2 separate regions of the Macaca mulatta genome follow, and region 2 is linked to region 1. A link is a contact called in public Hi-C data. All regions are on one chromosome and are shown on one strand. The core of a region is the stretch at or near the end of the contact, and the rest is flanking DNA. Distances in the headings are between cores, read along the strand shown.

Region 1 (4,834 bases), core at 1,085-3,584:
CAGCCCCAAATCACCTCTTCCCAGTCCCAACCCCTGGTTCCATCTTCACATTGTTCCCCTGACTTGTTTCTCTTTATCACTGAAGTCACCCCTTCTTCAGGACCCCTTTCACTAGTTCCCCTCTGGGATATCTTCCCCCACCCCTACCCTCTGCCTGCTTGGACTCCTCTGACCACTGCTGTGTAGCAAAAGAGCATAGGTTTGCAGTCAAACACCTTCACCATCACTGTGCCCTGCCTCAGTAAAAGGCAATCAAAATACTCCATAGGGTGTTAGGGTGAGATGTCCTCTTTCCCATCCCAGGACCCTCCCTCTGCCTGCTCTTCCCTGCGGATAGGAGGAGTCTTTGATTCTGTAATAATTCTCCAGCCCTATCTCCTCTCCGCTGTATTCCCTTCTTCTCCTGTGCTGTCTTAGAATTCCCTTCACAAATGTGTACATACACATAACACACAGCACACATATTCCCTCTACTCAGCTCTTCTCTCCAGAGGCCTATGGGGAATGGGCCTCTCCTCCCATGTCCTGGGCCATTCTCTTCCTCATCCAGATCTGACCTCCTTGCAGGCCTTCTTGCAAGGCCCCTGGTGGTGGCGGGGAGTAAAAATGAAAGAGTGTATGGATGGGTGTGAATAGATGAGTGATGCGGTGGGCTTGAACTGGTGTGCTTGGGAACCCACAATCCAGGGCCCTGCTTACCTGGGCTGGAGGCTCCTGCTTAGGCAAGACCAGAGCACAGGACAGGTTGAGGGAGTCCAGGGCCTGCTGTGGGGGATAACTCTGAGCAGGAGGCTGGACTGGCTTTCAATTATTCATGCTGAGGTGGCTGCTGTCACCTGAGACCTGCAGTTCAAGTTACCAGCCCCAGGGATGAGCTTAAGCTGCCTCCTACCCTTCAGGAACCTCAAAAGATTTACAGAACCTCAGGGTCTTGATTTGAGGGGTTATAAGAGGTACGAGATCTGGCGACTTCTGCGATCCCTTGGATCAGGAGATGGGGCATGGGGTGAGCCAAGGTGATGGGGTGACTGTAATGTACTCATTGATACGCAAGTTTTTTGTAAGCAAGGCCATGCCTTGGGCCACAGGTAAGAGTCAGAACCTGTCATTGTGCTCTAGGAACTCCCAAGTTTGGTAGGTGAGACTGACCCAGGAACATAGAATATAGTGTGATCACTATTGGATGTTCCACGACTACAGGGACTTTGGCTGTTTTGTGAACTGATGCATATCCAGATATAACAGTGTGTGGCACATAGTAGACGCTCAGCAAATATTTGTTAATAGATGCATGAATTAACACTGGATGAGGATTAAGCATAGAGAGCTGGACATGTCCAGAGAATGGGGTCAGAGAAGGTAATCAGGAGGACATTGTACTGAGTCTCGAAGACAGTAGGCAGACCAGGCTGCATGTGCAAAGTCCAGTAGATCAATCAGGAAACATCATTTCTCTATGTCCAGTGAAACAGATTGCTCACCCCTCCACCCCCTCACCCCTCACCTCAGAACATGCAGTGGCAGAGAGGTGTCAGGCTCTGCGTGACTTTGATATGTCAGATGGGTAATGTGCCAAAACAAGATTTGAGGGTGGGCGCATTTCACACACGCGGAATCACACGCGCATGAACAACAAATGGATCACTATACAATTTTGGACGGACTTGGACCTGTGTTCAGGGCCCAAGGGAAGACATGGGGGAGGAGGGGCGTTTAGGAAAAGAGAACTGATGGTCAGCTTTGTGCGTTAGATTTACTATGGGTCCTGTTAAAAAAAAGGCAGAATTAAAGATAAAAGCCTGAAGGCAGAGAGGTCAGTGAGGTGACTTCTATCTCCTCCACCAGGATTTATCTCCGCTCCGCGTCAGCATGTGAAGGAGTATAAGGTCCCTTCTTCCTGTAAGTCGCAGATCCCCAGCCCAGGTGCAGAATACACCCTCCGTGTATTCACCCCCAGCCCAGCTGGGCGATACACCCTCTGTTCCCCTACTGGGTACCGGTCATCTGGATCTTCTGTGTGTGCACCCAGGCTGTACGATCTAGGAGCGTCAGGCCTGGATCCCACTCGCCCCTCGCATGGCATTTAGAAGAGTATATCACGAGGGCATATAAGGGCATTTGGTACGAGTTCGCTCAATGGCCCAGAGAAGTGGCCTAGTGGCCACGAGAACGCATAACACTATTCACGACGGCCACTTCTGCCAGTTTAGAGACTGGAAAGATGAAGTCATGTGATCCGCCCCTCCCTTTCCTCGCTTCACTTGCCTGCGTGTCCGGTTACGCCTTCCTATTGGTTGACAACGATCACGCGCTAGCGGGCGGGACCGGAAGCCGGGGTATTGCCTGAGGCGGCCCAGCGGCTCCGGGAGAAGGGATACTGGGGGTGGCGGCGGGTGGTTGCCTGCGGGAGGCAGTTGCGGGTCATGTGACCGGAAGGGCTCCTGACGGACGCCGTCCCTCCTCGGCGCGGCCTGAGCGCCCGGCCTGACCCCTGCCATGGGGTGCTGCTACAGCAGCGAGAACGAGGACTCGGACCAGGTGCGGCCGCGGCAGGCGGGGCTCGGGAATGAGGGCTAAGACCCTGGGGCTTGGGGCCCCAGAAAGAAATCTGCGGAGAACGGGCCAGGACTGCAGGGCTCGATGAATACGGAGGCCTGGAGGGGACAGATTACACAGGAGACGCCAAGCCGGACTCCTACCCCAGTTAAAGCCCCAGCTTTCTACGCGGTCCCCGCCTCGGGGTGTACAGGCAGCCGCCTGTCCGGCTCGCTCCCACCACTTCCGTTTGCTCCTACCTTCAAAACTTTCCAGATTCAAGGATCCTCAGTCTAGGTCCCCGGGAAATACTCCCTTCCCAGCTTCCTGTCTTCTCTGTATTAGTGGGTTTTGCGAATCCATTGCAGGGGTGGGTAAGCTGAGGCCCTGAGTTAGGCTGTCCTGCGATGAATCAGGAATTCATGTATCGTCTTAGTCCCTGGGGTTGCAGAAGGAAGGTCGCTGCTAGTTTAGGGCCAGAGGACGATTCTGGAAGTTGGTGGCCTTTGAGTTGGCCAATGAAGGATTTAATGGATACAGTGAGGACATCGGGACATGGGGGAAATTGTCTGGGAAGCAACAAAGAGGGTTTAGCTTTGACTAGATTGTGGTAAAAGAGAAATGGAGCGGGAAGTTCATTTGGGTCTGAGTTTGGCTTGCCTCAGTGCAGTCTGCCTGGGGCCTGAGGGTTCCTTTAGCTGGAGACATGCCTGTTCTGAGAATTTGGCTGTAGATCTGATCCCTCTGACGAAAGGCTTAGGCTGGGGAGACCTGTACAGTTTTAAATTCTCCCTCTTCCTCTTAGTGCATTCTCACTTCTCTCCACATTCTAATCCCTGCCCCGCCTGGCCTGACATTCAAGGATGAAGTCACAAGTTGCTGTCCACTCTTTTTTGATCGTCTCTAACCCTGGATTCTACATTTGAACATATAGTAGACCTGAGAAAGTAGAAAGGTTTCAAGTAGCTCACAGTCTAATAGGGGAGATGGTCACAAAAATAGATTATATCACTGGTACTTGGGAAGTAGTTATTTCTTCAGTGAACGTATTTTGGATTAAGGGCTTAAGCTTAGGAAAATGTCATTTGTGGCCGGGCGCGGTGGCTCAAGCCTGTAATCCCAGCACTTTGGGAGGCCGAGACGGGTGGATCATGAGGTCAGGAGATCGAGACCATCCTGGCTAACACGGTGAAACCCCGTCTCTACTAAAACAGGCAAAAAAAAAACTAGCCGGGTGAGGTGGCGGGCGCCTGTAGTCCCAGCTACTCGGGAGGCTGAGGCAGGAGAATGGCGTGGACCCGGGAGGCGGAGCTTGCAGTGAGCTGAGATCCGGCCACTGCACTCCAGCCTGGGAGACAGTGAGACTCCGTCTCAAAAAAAAAAAAAAAAAAGAAAATGTCATTTGTATGGGAAGCAAGGGTCGCTTCTGGTTCTCAATTCTTCATACACCCAATGAACACATATTTCCTTTGCTCTGTGTTAGGCATGTGTCATGCCTAATACCTCTCACTTCACCTCCACCTTTTTGAGAAAGAGACAACAATAACCCTGCCTACTGGGAGAGCTGTGGCCTAGTGGGAAATTGTCCCTTAAAGCATAATGTGGACTCTTGCAGGGAATGAGTCAAGAAGGATTAATGCCTTATGAGAAAGGATACCAGCTTCTACTTGGAAGGGAGAGCTGGGCCTGCTGCTCTCCTGAATCTCTACCTTCTCCTTGGTGGGCTCTCCTTTCTGTTCCTAACACCCAGAGAAGATGTTTAATCACTGCTGGGTGATTTGAGGCCTCACGTAGCAAGAGCCGTAACCATCCACCTCCCAGAGTCCCTCTTTCAGTTCTTGGGCAGGCTCCTCTCCCACTCTCATCTCTGTCTCTTTATCACAATAAAAAATGTACAACACATTACAGTTTACAAAGGGCCGTGATAGTTATCTAATTTGACTCTTGCCAGACATCTGTCATATTAGTGTGGGTTATGTCTATTTAAAGGTGAGGAAAAAGTTCAGAGAAGCTAAGTGATTTGGCCAAGCTGGGAAGTGCTAATGCCCGGGTGTTCTGATGCCAAGCCATGTACTTTATCCATGGGGCCAAGCAGTCTCATCTATGCCCCTAGACCAGGTGGCCAGTCATGGGCAGGGTGCTATGTCTGTGCTAAGGTAGACAGTGAAACCCTGCCTCTTGGGTTACACTGACGCAGAGACAAACCTTGATGTGACAAACCTAACCCATGCTCCACTCGCACTTCGGGAGTGGGGTGATACTTGTCTACTCTGAAGGGGGTAGCATGGCCTCTTCTTTA
Region 2 (4,834 bases), core at 1,586-4,085, 370 kb before region 1:
GAAAGTTATACATTGCTAAGTAAACTGAAGGGCCCTGGGATGTGTCTTCAATGAGAGGGTTTGAACTCTGCATCTGGTAATGGGAGCTTTCAGAGACTGATATTCCTGCTGTGACCACCCTAAGTTGGGAGGCAGAAATGTTTCAAGAATACAGGGAAAGTGAAGTTGCTATAGTGAATGAGGTGGTTAACAAAATAGTATGTACTGAAAATCTCTCAAAACAGAAAGGTCAAAATGCTTTCATTATTGAGTGCTTTAAAAATGGTTTGTTTTGTTTTTTGAGATGGAGTCTCGGTCTGTCACCCAGGCTGGAGTGCAGTGGCACGGTCTGGGCTCACTGCAAGCTCCACCTCCCGAGTTCACGCCATTCTCCTGCCTCAGTCTCCCAAGTAGCTGGGACTACAGGCGCCCGCCGCCGCGCCCGGCTAATTTTTTGTGTTTTTTAGTAGAGACGGGGTTTCACCGTGTTAGCCAGGATGGTCTCGATCTCCTGACCTCGTGATCCACCCGCCTCGGCCTCCCAAAGTGCTGGGATTACAGGCGTGAGCCACCGCGCCAGGCCTTAAAAATGCTTTAAAAATAGTTATTCAAGGCCAGGCACGGTGGCTCACACCTGTAATCCCAGCACTTTGGGAGGCAAAGGCGGGTGGATCATCAGAGGTTGGGAGTTTGGAGACCAGCCTGACTAACATGGAGAAATCCCGTCTCTACTAAAAATACAAAAGAAATTAGCCAGGTGTGGTGGCGCATGCCTGTAATCCCAGCTACTCAGGAGGCTGAGGCAGGAAAAACGCTTTAACCTGGGAGGTGGAGGTTGCAGTGAGCCGAGATCGCACCATTGCACTCCAGCCTGGGCAACGAACAAAACTCCATCTCAAAAAAAAAAAAAAAAAAAAGTTATTAAAGCCAGGCGCAGTGGCTCATGCCTGTAATCCCAGCACTTTAGAAGGCTGAGGCAGGAGGACTGCTTGAGCCCAGGAGTTCAGACCAGGCTGGGCATCATAGCAAGACCTAGTCTCTACCCAAGTAATAATAATAACAAAAAATTAGCCAGGCACAGTGGTGCCAGCTGTGGTCCCAGCTATGGTCCCAGCTATTCAGAAGGCTGAGGTGATGGGATGATCCCTTGAGCCCAGGAGGTTGAGGCTGCAGTGGCAACTGTACTCCAGCCTGTGTAACAGAGTGAGACCCTGTCTCAAAAAAACCCCAGAATAATAGTCGTTCATTCATTCCTGTCTTACTAAGGGATGTGGAAATGAGAAGTTCAGTATTTGCCTGGAGGAAGTGTAGAATACACAGAGCAGAGAATACAATCATAGCTACAATTTCTTTTATTTATTTATTTATTTATTTATTTATTTATTTATTTATTTTTTTGAGACGGAGTCTCGCTCTGCCGCCCAGGCTGGAGTGCAGTGGCCAGATCTCAGCTCACTGCAAGCTCCGCCTCCCGAGTTCACGCCATTCTCCTGCCTCAGCCTCCCGAGTAGCTGGGGCTACAGGCACCCGCCACCTCGCCCGGCTAGTTTTTTGTATTTTTTAGTAGAGACGGGGTTTCACCGTGTCAGCCAGGATGGTCTCGATCTCCTGACCTCGTGATCCGCCCGCCTAGGCCTCCCAAAGTGCTGGGATTACAGGCTTGAGCCACCGCGCCCGGCCGCTACCATTTCTTAAAGACCTACTGTGAGCCAGGGACAGTGTTAGGGGCTTCCTACGTATTATCTTATTTAATACGAGCAATCATCTTGAAGGTAGGAATTATCTTCAACAATAATGAGGAATTAACTACCAGAGAGGTAAAGGGAGTTTATCCAAGGTCACGCATGTAAATGCAAGAGTCAAAATTAAAATCCACGTCTGCCTGAATGCCAAAGCTCATATACTCTCCCACACTAATAAGGTGAGAGTAATCCATTCACTGAAAAAAATATTTGAGTGCCTCGGGCCGGGCGCAGTGGCTCACGCCTGTAATTTCAGCACTTTGGGAGGCCAAGGCGAGCGGATCACGAGGTCAGGAGATCAAGATCATCCTGCCCAACATGATGAAACCCTGTGTCTACTAAAATACAAAAATTAGCTGGGCGTGGTGGCGAGCGCCCAGCTACTCGAGAGGCTTAGGCAGGAGAATCGCTTGAACCCAGGAGGCGGAGGCTACAGTGAGCCGAGATCGCGCCACTGCACTCCAGCCTGGCGACAGAGCGAGACTCCGTCTCAAAACAAAACAAACAAAATACATATATATTATATTGTGGGCCGGGCGCGGTGGCTCACGCCTCTAATTCCAGCACTTTGGGAAGCAGAGGCGGGCGGATAGCCTGAGATTAGGAGTTAAGAGACCAGCCTGGCCAACGTGGTGAAACTCCGTTTCCACTAAAAATACAAAAATTAACTGGGCGTGGTGGCGGGCGCCTGTAATCCCAGCTACTCCGGAGGCTGAGGTAGGAGAACTGCTTCAACACAGGAGACGAAGGTTGTAGTGAGCAGATATCGCGCCACCGCACTTCAGTCTGTGCGACAGAGCGAGACTCGTCTCAAAAAAAAAAAAATTGTGTCGTGTGCTTCAACTAAACTAGGAAAGAAATCGTGGGATTCTAATCTTTAGCTCTAATCGCCACGCCCCTTCACCCGAACTCTATTTCCCAACATGCCCCGGGTTCCTATAAGTCTGCAGTCATTGTGACGTAGTCCCACAGCCTTCTGGGAAGCGTATTTTATTTGTTCTCCAGCTGGGAAAAGGCTTAGGGCTGTGGACTACCCCTCCCGTGAGGTAGTGCGCAACTCCACCCTGTTCGCGGCGTCTTCGAACGCGCCGCGGCAGCCATGTTAGACGTGGCCACCACAGGGGCCGGCACCGCGGGGTTATCGAAGCAGCTGTCACGATGCTGGGGTCCCTGGTGTTGAGGAGAAAAGCACTGGCGCCACGGCTACTCCTCCGGCTGCTCAGGTCCCCAACGCTCCGGGGCCATGGAGGTGCTTCCGGCCCGAATGTGACCACTGGGAGTCTCGGGGAGCCGCAGTGGCTGAGGGCAGCCGCCGGGGGGCGCCCTGGAACATCGCCGGCCTTGTTCTCCGGACGCGGGGCAGCCACCTGGGGGCGCCAGGGAGGACGCTTCGATACCAAATGCCTCGCGGCTGCCACTTGGGGACGCCTTCTTGGCCCCGAAGAAACACTTCCAGGACAGGACAGCTGGAACGGGGTCCCCAACAGGGCCGGACTGAGCATGTGGGCCCTGGCCACAGCGCTGGTTGTTCATTGCTACAGCAAGAGTCCGTCCAACAAGGGTGATTATGAGATCTGGATCTGAGGAAGGGAGAGGCGGGAAGATTGTCCTAACTTCGTATCTTAGAAGGGTGGGAGGTACTTACAGGTTTAGATCTTTAGAGCCTAAGTCTTGGAGGGACTCAGACATCATCTGGTTACAGGGGCAGGGTGTTGCCCTAGAGACCTCATCACCTCAGAGTTGTATAATCTCCTATCATAGATCCGCCTCCCCTCTCTGGGCATGATTTTATCCATCTGTACAATGGGGATCTTGGACTAAACATCTAATATTACAGCATGGTCCCCTTATGTTTCTCATATTCTGCGTGGTCCAATTCCTCCTTCCTGAGATCTCCAGGAAACGGAAACTATGGGGTGTTTTAAGGGCAACTTCTAGATGGTTTAGAGAAGTTGCCAGACTGCCCCCCGCCAACCCCCGTCACCAAACGTGCCAGAGTCAGGAAGAACCTGACTCGGTTTTAATGCCACCTTGACCTTTATTTATTTATTTATTTATTTATTTATTTATTTTTGAGATGGAGTCTCTCTCTGTCGCCAGGCTGGAGTGCAGTGGCGCGATCTCAGCTCACTGCAACCTCTGCCTCCCGGGTTCAAGCTATTCTCCCGCCTCAGCCTCCCGAGTATCTGGGACTACAGGCGTGCGCCACCATGCCCAGCTAATTTTTGTGTTTTTAGCTGTTGGTCAGGATGGTCTCGATCTCTTGACCTCGTGATCCACCTGTCTCGGCCTGCTGAAGTGCTGGGATTACAGGTGTGAGCCACCGCTCCTGGCCAATTTATTTATATAGTGAAAGATAATTTCTTAACATTTTTACAGTACTGTTATTTTGATTCCTTTTGGAGTTAAGCGGCCTGAGTCTGTCAGTGTCAGGATTTTGCTATGTCTGGTCTCACATGCTGTTAGGTGATCTTGCCATGTGGGATAGTTGGTAGGAGAAGGAAGGTGGATTCCTGGAGGCCCAAGGGCAACTGCTGGGGGACTGGCTGATCCTGATTAGCATCTCATCTGGATCCATGAAGCTAAGCAGCAGCTGAGAGAGTGGACAGAGAGCCAGACCTATGACCTATGTGAATCCAGCCATTCAGGTTCTTAGTCATTCATCAAGAAGACAGACTGAGGCATGGTGTCCATAGATTCCGTGCACCCCAAGCTCTGAGAATTTGGAGCAAGAATGGGGGAGTGGGGAGTGCCTTGACTTCCATTCGTTTGATGTGGCCAGTTGTAAAGGAAGGACTTTGGTCTGGGAGAGACAACACTGGGGATCTTGTTTTGGTTCTGTGTCTAACTCTCATTGTGAATTTGGACTTTTGCGTCTCCTCAGTGGTTTTCTGTTTCCTCATCTACAAAATGAGGGTGTTGACATAGACGCTAAGGGCATCTAGCTTAGGCATGCTGTAATCCTGTAACTTCCAGCATTTTTGGGGGTACCCACTGTGCGTCTAGTTTTAGGCTAGGTGTGTGGAAAGTCCTAACTTAACACAAAATCAGTCAAGGGGATAGTGCAGGCAGTTGGAATGTAGGGCTGGCGAGTGGTGCTGTGTGTTGTTGGG

Evidence for each region. A called contact is a pair of places that touch in the nucleus more often than the background predicts.
Region 2: a Hi-C map of liver shows a contact between it and region 1, with 4 times the contacts expected there. The contact joins the promoter of CLPB here to the promoter of LAMTOR1 in region 1. A contact is called at or near these places in 3 of 14 Hi-C or Micro-C datasets (fetal cortex germinal zone, fetal cortical plate and liver).

The regions. Positions count from the first base shown.
Region 1 is chr14:72,398,863-72,403,696 of T2T-MMU8v2.0, reverse strand. LAMTOR1 (late endosomal/lysosomal adaptor, MAPK and MTOR activator 1) reads left to right here and starts at 2,334. Exons shown (of 5, transcript NM_001194634.3): 1 at 2,334-2,538. The coding sequence starts at 2,497. The region is part of intron 5 of LRTOMT (leucine rich transmembrane and O-methyltransferase domain containing); the gene reads right to left. It also overlaps the pseudogene LOC114672564.
Region 2 is chr14:72,765,538-72,770,371 of T2T-MMU8v2.0, reverse strand. It overlaps CLPB (ClpB family mitochondrial disaggregase), which reads left to right and starts at 2,835. Exons shown (of 17, transcript NM_001261302.1): 1 at 2,835-3,282. The coding sequence starts at 2,880.